2 separate regions of the Sus scrofa genome follow, and region 2 is linked to region 1. The links are chromatin contacts, called in public HiChIP or PLAC-seq maps. All regions are on one chromosome and are shown on one strand. The core of a region is the stretch at or near the end of the contact, and the rest is flanking DNA. Distances in the headings are between cores, read along the strand shown. Region 1 has its middle 49 kb from the start of PTGIS. Region 2 overlaps B4GALT5 (beta-1,4-galactosyltransferase 5).

Region 1 (6,141 bases), core at 3,248-5,747:
TCTCTCACCTTTCATACCCTCCTCCAACTTTTAAATGTAAGCATTCCTAGAAGTGAAGAATACATACAGAAAAGTCCATGAATCGTAAGTGAATAGCTCTTTGAAAGGTCAAAGTGAACATCAACTTATAACCTCATCATTGTTATTAAATTTTCTCTTTAAAATTTATTTTTATTTTTTCTTGTCTTTTGGGGGCTGCACCTGCGGCATATGGAAGTTCCCAGGCTAGAGATCGCACTGGAGCTGTAGCTGCCAGCCTATGCCACAGCCATAGCAGCTCGGGATCTGAGCTGCGTCTACAATTTACACCACAGCTTGTGGCAATGCGGGATCCCCGACCCACTGAGTGAGCCCAGGGATCAAACTCACATCCTCATGGATACTAGTTGGATTTGTTTCTGCTGCACCACAGTGGGAACGCCCAAATTTTCTTTTTAAAAAATAATTTAGTTTTTCATGTTCATTGCAGCAATGTTCACAATAGCCAAGACATGGAAACAACCCAAATGTGCATTGACAGATGATTGGATTAGGAAGATGTGGTATATATACACAATGGAATACTATTCAGCCATAAAAAAGAACAAAATAATGCCATTTGCAGCAACATGGATGGAAATAGAGACTCTCAATACTGAGTAAAGTAAGTCAGAAAGACAAATACCATATGATATCACTTGTATCTGGAATCTAATATACGGCACAAATGAACTTTTCCACAGAAAAGAAAATCATGAACTTGGAGAATAGACTTGTGTCTGCCAAGTGGAGGGGGGAGCGGGATGGATTGGGAGCTTAGGGTTAATAGATGCAGACTATTGCCTTTGGAATGGATTAGCTTGAGATCCTGCTGTGTAGCACAGGAACTACGTCTAGTCACTTAAACTGGAGCATGATAATGTGAGAAAAAAGAATGTATGCATATATGTGTAACTGGGTCACCATGCTGTACAGTAGAAAATTGACAGCTCTCTGTAAAGCAGCTATAATGGAAAAAAAAATCATTATATTAAAAAAAAAGGCTTTTGTTTTTAAAAAAAAAATACTAATAATTTAGTTTTTTGGCTATGCTCATGGAACTTCTCAGGCCAGGGACTGAATCCACACCACAGCAGTGACAATGCCGGATCCTCGACCCACTGAGCCACCAAGGAATTCTCTATTATTAAATTTTCTTGGCTATTTTCATGTATTTTCTTAAACCAGTGAAATTTAGATTCATTTTGTCAAGTTCTATTAAAATTGATATAGGCTTATGATCGACATGATGCTGAATTATTAATTTGGGAAGATTTAATATCTTTACAATATTAAGTCTAATCTCCGGAATGGCCAAATACGTTTTTCTCAGAGAAAACTTGAACCATTCTCTCCACCCAGGACCAACTCATGATCCTGCAACTTCATTTTTATTAGTCAGTGGGGTTACAACCAAAAATATCCTAACAAAAAGAAAAATGTTTAGAGGATAGGCAAACAAATCTCACGGCATTTTTCTATTTTCCAGTATTTGTATTTCATTCCATTGTAATTATTCTTTTGACAGAAACGTCCGCGATCTTGTCACCAGCTAGGAATCTTGGCTCCAAGTTACTTCTGTGGGTGAGTTGGACTAAGAATTAGGCTTTAATAGCAAGAGTACCTTGGATTTATACACGGCGCTTTATAGTGACGTCACCGTGGTGGTGAAGGAGGCGCCTCCATTGGCTGACCACCTAGTACGTGCCAGGCATTGCGCCAAGCAACTCCCTTCCTCTTTGCACTTACTCTTCACAATGATCTCGGGTGGAAAGTACTGTCACCTGCCTTCTCCAAAAGGGAAAGCAGGAGTTCCCGTCGTGGCGCAGTGGTTAACGAATCCGACTAGGAACCATGAGGTTGCGGGTTCGGTCCCTGCCCTTGCTCAGTGGGTTAAGGATCCGGCGTTGCCGTGAGCTGTGGTGTAGGTTGCAGACGCGGCTCGGATCCCACGTTGCTGTGGCTCTGGCGTAGGCCGGTGGCTACAGCTCCGATTCAACCCCTAGCCTGGGAACCTCCATATGCCGCGGGAGCGGCCCAAGAAATAGCAACAACAATAACAACAACAACAAAAGACAAAAAAAAAAAAAAAGGGAAAGCAGGATCCGAGAAATGAATGTGACTTCACTAAGGGCTGGTGTGTTTCTGGCTCTTTCGACCTTCATCTTATCTCATCTGGTTCTTTCCTTGTCAAATCGAGATGGTTTATTTGTTCTTCCATTCGGCAAGTATTTGAGCCCATACGCAGTACCTTAGGTCCTACTGTGATCCAATCCTGGACTGGGAATTGAACAGGGAGCAAAATAAGACTTCTTATTCTCCAATCCAGTTGAGAAGACAAAAACAAACCAACCCCATTTCGTAGTGCGTATCAGTCTGTCACGTTAGGGCGTGACAGGGTGCCCCTAAGATTTCAGTTCTAAACTGTTTTGCCTCCAATAAGTGTTGATGAGGATGTGGAGAAATTGCAACTTTTGTGCATGGTTGGTGGAAATGTAAAATGGTGCATATGCTGCGGAAAACAGTCTTTCTTTAAAAAATTAAAAATAGGAGTTCCCCTTGTGGTTCAAAGTGTTAAGAACCTGACCAGTCTCTGGGAGGTTATGGCTTTGATCCCTGGCCTTGCCGAGTGGGTTAAGGATCCAGTGTCACTGCAAGTTGTGGTTAAGGTCGCAGATATGGCTTGGATCTTGCTGTGGCTGTGGTGTAGGCTGGAAGCTGCAGCTCCGATTTGACCCCTAGCCTGAACTTCCATATGCTGTGGGTGTGGCCCTAAAAAAAAAATTAAAGCGTGACCACATGATCCAGCAATTCCACTCCTGGGTATATATCCAAAAGAACGGAAAGTCTCAGAGAGATATTTTACACTTATGTTCATGGCAGCATTATTCACAGAAGCCAAAATAGGGCTGCAGCCCAAGTGTCCATCAGCAGAGGAATGGATTAGTAAAATGTGGTAGGGATAACGGAATATTATTCAGCCTTAAAAAGAAAAGAATGTAGTTCACATTTTGGCTCAGCAGGTTAAGAACACAACTGGTATCCATGAAGATGCAGGTTCAATCCCTGGCCTCACTCAGTGGGTTAAGGATCTGATGTTGCCATGAGCTGTGGTGTAAGTCACAGAGGCGGCTCGGATCTGGTGTTGCTGTGGCTATGGTGTAGGCTGGCAGCAGCAGCTCTAATTCAGTCCCTAGCCTAGGAAATTTCATATGCCTCAGGTGTGCCCCCCACTCAAAAAAAGGAGTTCCCATCGTGACACAGCGGAAACGTATCCAACTGGGAACCATGAGGTTGCGGATTCGATCCCTGGCCTCGCTCAGTGGGTTAAGGATCCGGCATTGCTCTGAGCTGTGGTGTAGGTTGCAGACATGGCTTGGATCCCATGTTGCTGTGGTTGTGGAGTAGGCCGGCAGCTGTAGCTCCGATTAGACCCCTAGCCTGGGAACCTCTGTACGCTGTAGGTGCGGCCCTGAAAACAAAGGAAATTTGAGTTCTCTTTTTGTGCAGCAGGTTAAGGATCTGGCATTGTCACTGCAGTGGCTCAGGTTGATGCCGTGGTGCAGATTCAGTCCCTGACCTGGTAACTTCTACCTGCTGTAGGTCAGGGGAAAAAAAAAAAGAACCTTGAGGATATTATGGTAAGTGAAGTAAGCTATTCACAAAAAGACAAATACTGCCTGATTCCATTACATGAGGTTCCTAGAATAGTCAAATCCATAAAGACAGGAGGTAGAGTGGTGGTTGCCAGGGACTGGGGGGGCAGGGGAAGTGAAGGGTTATTGTTCCATCACAATCGAATTTCATTTCTGCAAGATGAAAAGTTCTGGAGACGGGTCCCACAACAGTGAATGTATTTCACAATACTGAACTGTCCATGCGAAATGGTCAAGAGGGTAACTTTAATGTATGTATATTTTACAATTTAAACATTTTTAAAATTACTATAAAATCCTTCTTCTCCATAACCCCATCCATACCATCCGTTTTCTTTTCTTTTTTGTCTTCATGAGGTTTTTAAAATTAACAAGCTTTCCAGATGGTTTTGGCTTTTAAGTCAGAAAAAAAAGATACATTTTTTTCCTATGAAATGTTTTCACTAAAAAAAAAATAATAATAATAACCCCATCCAAGAGGAGTGGCCATTATCCCCACTTTAAGTCTTGGTAGCCCCTAACATAGTAGGTCTTTATTACATATTTGTGGAATCAATTTGTAAATTAAAAAAAAAAGTTTTGCCTCCGTTCTGTTTGTGATCATTTGTGGAGGCAGAATGAGAGCTACGAAAACATCATGTCCCCGCCGTCACCACTGCACGCAGTCTGCAGGTAGCTCTCTGCAGCCGTGGGCCAGGATCAAAACGTGTACAATTCTATATTGTAATCGGCACCTCCTTCCTGTGGTGTGTCCTTTCTTCATTGTCAGCCTTGCTTTTCCGTGTTTCTGTGTAACCTGTCACTCTTTGTTGTCACTTCCTTTTCCTTTGTGTCCGCAGAGCCTGGCAGCTCTGTCTGTTCTTGTTGGGCGGTTGGACTTCCTTCTACGGCTTTGCTATTATGTGATACAAGCTGATAAACCGGCCAGTACATGTCGTTGCCTCTATTTTTTCCTGGACTCTTTTCTTGCTCTGTGATCCTCCTTCACCATTCATGGTTCTGTTAATTTTTAGCCTAACTCAAGGGTTGGCAAACTCTGGCCAGCCTGCTGCCGGTTTTTGTAAATAAAGTTTTATTGGCAAAGAGCCATGCCCATTGGTTCACATCTTGTCTCCGGCAGCTTCCAGTTAAAGTGGCAGAAGTGAGGGGTTGACTTGTGACTGGGACTATGTATGAACCCCAAAGTCTAAACTGCTTGCGGTCTAGCTTTGCAGGAAAATTTGTGCCAGCATCTTGGCCAACGAATTCAGCTTAAAAGGTTAAATTTTGTATGTGAGTCTGGCACTGCTTAGGTAAGGTAGCAAGTCAAGAATTGGAGTGCATTTAAAGCTGACGTTGTTTGGGGACATTAGTTTCGGGGTGTGTTCCCTGGCTCTGCCCTCTGCTGGGAGCACTCCTTCGACCTCGGGTGTCTTCCCTGAACACCCAGGTTGCAGCAGCCGACCGTCCCAGTTCTGTGTGACTTTTCTTTACACCTCATCACCAGATGACTCAGTCCCCTTGTTCATTTGTGTGTTCACTGGTTTATTAGCTATCTTACCCTCTACCTGGTAAATTCTTGAGGGCTCTCCTGGCCATTCAGGGCAGGGCGTGATAGCAGGTGTTAAAATATTTGTTTTGTATTTTATATTTTTATGAGAGAGAGAGGAAAGGTTGCCTACCCAGCTACCGTCTTCTTAGCTTCTCAATGCGTCCTTACAAAACATGAACCACTGCTAAGGAAATGGAGTCCCGGAGAAGCAAAGAGCCTGCCCCTGGGAGTTCTGGTTGTAGAAGTGGGAGCCCTCACCCTAACATCTTTCCTGGTCCCTCTTCTTTCTAAAACTAAGAGCAGGAGATTTAGGGGTTCCCGCTGTGGTGCAGCGGGACCAGCAGCGTCTTGGGAGTGCTGGGACGCAGGTTCCATCCCTGGTCCTGCACAGCCGGTTAGGGATGCAGTGTTGCCGCAGCTGCCGCTTAGGTCTTAAATCTGACCCCCGGCCCAGGAGCTCCACATGCTTTGGGGCGGCCAAAAAAGAAAAATAAAGCAGCAGATTTGCTTCTCACTCTCCCCATTCCTCCCCATCCGCCTCCCCACAGAACAGGGACCGCTTTTCCCTTTGGCTCCTACAACCCGGCCACCCGGCACTGTCCTGGAGATCCCTTGGCCAGTGCCGGCCGGTGCTGCGTGCAGCAGCAGCAGGGAGCTGAGTGGGGCAGGGCTAGGTGGCCAAGAGGGCGAGAAGGGTGCTGAGCTGTGCTGTCCTGAGCTGGCTCCTATCCTCCCAGGGACGTTTTCAGCCAGAACAGGGAGCAGAATTCACTTCACAAGCGGCAAAAATGAACAGTTTGCCCTGGAAGCTAATTCGCAGGTGATGGGAAGTCTGAATCCTTCCTCAGCCACATGATTGTTAAAGGAACAGCTCCTGCCACCCTACCGTGGGGTCATGGGGCCTGGTTTGAAGGGAGCGTTGGCATCTGTCAAACA
Region 2 (6,062 bases), core at 1,491-3,990, 64 kb before region 1:
TTAACCCACTGAGTGAGGCCAGGGATCGAACCCACAACCTCATGGTTCCTAGTCGATTCGTTTCCACTGTGCCACGATGGGAACTCCTGTCCCTGTCATTCTTGAACACTTCCTTAGTTTCTGGAATAACAAGGTATTTAGGCACATTTTGTGCTTTCTTTATCCCATGCTTAGAATCAGCGATTTCTCCCCAAAACTCTGATTCTTTTTAGTGGAGAATGGGTACTTAGAGGCCAAGATCCTGGTCCTGGATGCACTCATTGCTGTTAGAGTGTTATGACTTCTAGGCCTTCTCATCAGTGTGTAGAGCTCTGGAATATATCTGTGTGTACACATGTACACACTCTTACACACCCGCACCCTGCATCTATGTTCGTTTTCACGTGCATATATATACACATATAGAAAATGGTGAGTTCACACCAATGACAGTTTAAATCCAGCACCTAAGGGTTCATTCTAGTTTTTTCCCTTCCCGTATTTCTCACTCCTTTCTCTGACAGTGAGATCCTAACTCCCTTTTTCCTTATTCCCTTTACTTACTTGGCCATTCCCCCATGTGCCTCCATGCTGCTCTGTGTCCAGTACTGTTTGGACATGTTTCTCACCCCCGACATCATTCAGCTCTCTTTGCTGGGCTGTCTCCCTTCTTCATCCCACCTGGGTTCCCACAAGCCTGTACCAGGCTCCTCCCTCCTCCCTGTGTGGGTTCCCCTCACCCCTGCTTTGACTCTGGCGCCCCACCTCACATCCCCTCTTCCCTGCTGGATGCTTTCCTCACCTGTCCTGTCTCTAGCACTCCATGCAGGGCAGCCGCCCTTATCCTGCTGTGCTGAGACATGCCTCTGTGTCTCCCCCATTTTACCCCTGGCAGGTCTGTCTAGCCTCCCCCACCGCGCCCCGACCCATGGCTTCCTTTAGGACTGGATGCACATTTTGGGGGAATGAATTATTTGCCCTGACCATGTCACCTAGTTTTGCATTCTGAAAATAGAGTCACCACACCTGTCTGAAATTCTTTTTTGACTATTTTCTGTGTCCCTTGCACAGGATACTCTTGAATTCTTCCTATAGATGCCACATTTTTAGCTAACCAGAGGGTGACAAAGTGACATTTAGCCCACATAATTACGATGAGTTCCTTTCCTTCGTCAGACTTTCGTGACTTAGGGACCATGGTATTTGAGAAGCCCTATTCCTCAGAAGTGACTATTTGCATCCGTAGTTTGTGTCTCCCCTTCTTCTAGCTCAGGAGTTCATCTTCCTCTGTTTTCCAACATGACAGTGGCAGCAGATGCTGCTTCCACTTGTTGAGCCTTTCTAGAAGTGTTTTGCATATATCATCCTATTAGTTAACACCCTAGCTGTGTGAGACATAGATGTTTTAGAGATGAGGAAACCAAGGCTTGGAGAGGTGAAATGATGTGTTCAAGGTCATACAGCTTGCTCTAAGTTCAACCTTGCTTACTTTCTAGAGCCTGAGTTCTTGAATAAGCCTATGCCGCCTCTACAGTGTTAGGATAAATTTGATTAAGATAAGTTTGGCTTTTTAGGGCCACACCTATGGCATGTGGAATTTCCCAGGCCAGGGGTCGAATCAGAGCTACAGTTGCTGGCCTACAGCACAGCCACAGCAATTCAGGATCCTTAACTCACTGAGCTTGGTCAGGGATCGAGCCCGCGTCCTGGTGGATATTGGTCAGGTTTGTTAACTGCTGAGCCATGAAGGGAACTCTGATTATATTGTTTTACAGTCACTGTTTTTGATTCCTTTTGATTTAGGAAGAGGAAGTGTAATCTCAAAGTTATACTTGGAAGAAAAACAGATGTCATTAGCTGTGTGGAAACCCTTACCCTGAAATGACTGCATTACTGGAATAGGCCTAAAGAAGTAGGTGTGAAGCCTAGATTACCCCTCCCCCCCTCTTCCCCGACCTGGGCACGACTCCCTTTCCACAGAAAGGGCACTTTGAAGTATGAGGATCAAAACTTTTCCAGCTCCTCTTTGGAAACTAATGTGAAAATTAAGGCCTTAAAAAGTATATATAAGCTGTCTGATGCTTTTTTAAGGAAGAGCAGGTTGGAATTCTGCTTATTTCTCGGCCCATTTCAGTGCTGTTGTGTTTTCTTTTGTGGTTTTTTTTTTTTTTTTTTGCAAATGTAACGATGTAGCTAACTGTTGTGTTGGAAGAGGGTTTCTATCCCGTGGTTCTGCTTTTCTCCAGGTGCAGAGATAATTGTTTGCGCCTTTGTCTCCCTGTATATCCGCTCTCCTTTGTGACTGGTGTTAGGTTTTTATGAGGTAGCTCTCTGGAATTGGGGAACTTCCCCCAGGCTACTCCTTATGCAAAGAGTTGTTCTTTATGCAAAGCTGCAGGCCTGCCCTGGAGTCAGACTGGCCTAACCTCATTTGCACTGCTCGCTAATCGTGGAGCTGAGCTAATCATATCTGAGCATAAACACAGCCAAGTCCGTCAGGCTTTTTGAAAGTGGTGAGGAAATTAAGCTTGTTTCTTGCTGATACATAACCATGAGAATAGTAATAAGGATGGTTATACTTAGAATTCCTAGACTTCTAAAAATCAGAGGGGTAGAATTCTTTCTTTCCTCTCTCCCCTCCACCCCTTTCCTTTCACCCCCCCCCAACTCTTTGTCATTTAATCAGTCGTCAGGCTTATAGGCCTTTAGAAACACAGGTTATACTGTACGCATTGTGCTCTGTTTAGGACAAGGGGAGTTTGCCTGCCCTGGGAGATATAAACCTGCAATGAGTTATGGAGTCACACCTCCTGAGCTCATGTTTGCTGGTGTTGTGACTTTAGGCAAGTTCCTGAACCATTCTGTACCTACTTAACTTCACTTTCCTCATGGGATAATAACAGTCCCTACCTCACCGTTAAGTGCTCAGCAAGGTCCCGGCAGTGGTGAGCATACCCAGTAAATATTAGCTGCTACTGATTCACATTGTATAGGATCACAGCATGAAAGAGCTCAAGGGGATCGTCAAGGTTACTGGAACAACCTCTGTATTTTACAGACGGGGAAACGGAATCTGAGAGATGTTATGGGATTTCCTCACCAAGACTGGAGCTGATGCCCCATCTAGGTGTTATACTAGAAATGTCTACCAGCTCTTCAGGGATTCTCATCAAGTTGGCATAGATCAATGATGATAGGAAGAGACCAGGGTTTTTTTTCTTTCTTTCTTTCTTTCTTTCTTTTTTTTTTTTTTTTTTTTTTTTTTTTTGGTTTGGGATGAGGCTGAGTGGTTTGTGTATAAATAGAAAAAGCACACTCAACATACCTATTGTTTCTATAATGCAGACGCAGACTACAGTGTAGTGAATAAGTTTTAAAAAAACTTGGCAGGTGGAACTACACCAAAAATAGTGAAAAAGCATCATTGTAGGGGCCTAGATTTGAAACAGTTGTATTACTGCCTGTTATCCTTACAAATATGAGGTAAGTAGGATGTCAAGGTGGTTTGCTGCTGGGAGAAGCAGGTTATATGTATCTTTGAGGTGAGCAGAAAAGATAAAACAGGTGCAAAGGGCATTGTGGCTCTGTAATCAGAGTGTGTTGGGGATCATTACAGGTCAGTTACTGCTAGGGTTTTTGTTTTATTTTGTTAGGTATGTGTTTATTTTGGATTATAAAAGTATTCAGTGTTTAAATTTGGAAAATATCGGAGTTCCCCTTGAGGCTCAGTGAGTTAAGAATCCAACATAGTGTCTCTGAGGATGTGAGCTTGATCCCTGGCCTCACTCAGTAGGTTAAGGATGCAGCATTGCTGCAAGGGGTTGTAGGTTGCAGATGTGGCTGGGATCCATTGTTGCAGTGGTTGTGGCACAAGCTTGCAGCTCTGCCTTTCGTTCGACCCAGGAACTTCTGTATGCTGCAGGTATGACTGCGAAGGAAAAAAAAAAAAGAACTAGAAGGAGCTCCCATTGTGGCTCTGTGGGTTAAGAACCTGACTAGTATCCATGAGGAGGTGGGTTCAATCCCTGACCTCTCTCAGTGGGTTAAGGATCCGATGTTGCTGCATGCTGGCATGTAGGTCTTGGATGCAGTGCGGATCCCGCTTTGTTGTGGCTACGGTATAGGCCAGAGGCTACAGCTCCCATTCAACCCCTAACCTGGGAATTTCCATATGCTGCAGCCCTAAAAAGAAAAAAGAAAAAAGAAAAAAAACCCTAGGAAAATAAATACATAAACAAATTTGGAAAATACCACAAAGCTTAAAGAAAATAAAGACAGTCTAAAATCTCAACCCAGAGATAACTTACTGTTAACATTTTGGTGCTGTTTCTCTCTCTCTCTCTCTTTTTTTGGGTACGTGTATAATTGTTTCAAAAACACAATTGAATTCACCTTATATGTACAGTTTTATATACTAACTTAAAATAGTAAAACAATATAGAGACAAAGTGACTGTCACATTTTCAGTCCTTTAAGAAAATCTGGACTTTAACCATATGCCCGAAGAATGTTCTTTGGCCTGATTTTATGTAGTAGTAATGTCTAAAGGCTGATCATGTGGCACCTTTACTTTTATCAAAATGACTCATATTTTCCCATCTGTAGGAAGTCTCAGAAATGAAAATAATAATAATCCTCAGGGAAGTTTTGCCCTGGTTCAATAAGGACTGTTTAATCACTTACTTACTTAGCTCTTATCTACTATCTGTCTAATAATATTCTAGGACCAGAGTACAGTCATAATCTGCTAATTTATGTTAAATTAACTGGTGCCAGATAAAGCCGGGTAACTCCAGTTCATAGCAGAGAGCAATCCATTTTTGCCAGGAAAGATTCATTTTCGTCATATGCAGAAAGGAAAGCCAAACATTCAAGGAATATGAATTATAGACAATATAGAAATCTGAGGGTAAAGATTCTTCCCTAGAATATTTTGTGTTTCCATGAATTCATAAAGTAGAATTTCAGAAAATAAGCATGGTTGTTAAATAATGGCTACATGTATTGGACATACCAATCAGTGTACCTTCTTTGGGGCTAAATATTATCACATTGAAAGATACTGGATACTGGCAGTAAATTCGGTATTATTAATATCACTTAAAGTGGTTTATAGGAATTTAAAGATGTCGCTGTTTTTCCTACTTCACATGTATAGATACATTCAATTGAACTTCAGGAATGTGCTTCCATTTAATAGTTTATAATTAAATGCTTGTCCTTTTTAAACATTTCTTTTCCAAGATTCTTTATGCCAGATACTTGATGATGTTTAAAATGTAGTTCTGAAAAATAGAGGGTTAAAAATAACATTCGGAAGGGAAGTGAGCATAGGGATTGAGTAGGAAGGGGCTTGAGGAAACTTTCAGGGTTGATGGTCATACTTCATATCTTCGTGGGGATTTGGTCACACAAGTGTGTGCATTTGTCCAAACTGAGCAGATATATACTTACTCATTTTATGAAGTTTTACGCCAAAAGTACTTAGAGGGCAGCTTAGTGATCTCTCCACTTTGCTTGGAAATGCATGAAAAAATAAGGTGAAATAATAGATGGACTGATGGATGTATTTGGGATAAGAAAGTTGAGCAGAATGAAGATGGTGAGTATATGGGTGTTCACTATGAAATTCTTTCAACTTTGCTGTATGTTTGATTTTTTTTTTTTTTTTTTTTTTTTGGTGCTTTTTAGGGCCGCATCCTCGGCATATGGAGGTTCCCGGCTAGGGGTCCAATTGGAGCTACAGCTGTGGGCCTACACCATAGCCAACGGCAATGCCAGATCCTTGACCCACAACCTCATGATTCCTAGTCGAATTTGTTTCCACTGCGCCACGATGGGAACTCCTGAAAATTTTCATAATAAAATGTTAGTTTAGAAGTGTTATAAATCCAGGTTCTAGTTACCTACTATGGGGCAGAACTGCAGCTATTTGAATCTGACCTCTGACTTGATCGTTTTAACTTTGAGATGGATAGAGAAAGAGCTAAGAATCGTTGGAATCTTCACCTTTCCTATGTTAAGGCTCCCACAGCCTTTCTCATTGAGTCTAAAGATTTTTTTTTTTTTTTTTTTTTTTTTTT

Evidence for each region. HiChIP or PLAC-seq counts read pairs in DNA pulled down with a chosen protein or histone mark.
Region 2: a contact with region 1 is called in an H3K27ac HiChIP or PLAC-seq map of alveolar macrophages. The contact joins two enhancer-like sites. A contact is called at or near these places in 4 of 47 Hi-C or Micro-C datasets (blood, embryonic fibroblasts, fetal heart ventricle and 1 more) and 2 of 2 datasets of contacts at active chromatin or transcription factors (alveolar macrophages and skeletal muscle).

The regions. Positions count from the first base shown.
Region 1 is chr17:51,246,342-51,252,482 of Sscrofa11.1, reverse strand. No RefSeq gene overlaps it. Among named protein-coding and RNA genes, the nearest start is that of PTGIS, 49 kb to the right of the region's middle. Within about 2 kb of position 4,497, at least 18 of the 83 cell types and tissues checked have an H3K27ac peak or open chromatin away from gene starts, as enhancers often do. A contact at or near this core is called in alveolar macrophages and liver, where this site is marked.
Region 2 is chr17:51,308,944-51,315,005 of Sscrofa11.1, reverse strand. The region is part of intron 1 of B4GALT5 (beta-1,4-galactosyltransferase 5); the gene reads left to right. Among named protein-coding and RNA genes, the nearest start is that of B4GALT5, 23 kb to the left of the region's middle. Within about 2 kb of position 2,740, at least 23 of the 83 cell types and tissues checked have an H3K27ac peak or open chromatin away from gene starts, as enhancers often do. A contact at or near this core is called in alveolar macrophages and liver, where this site is marked.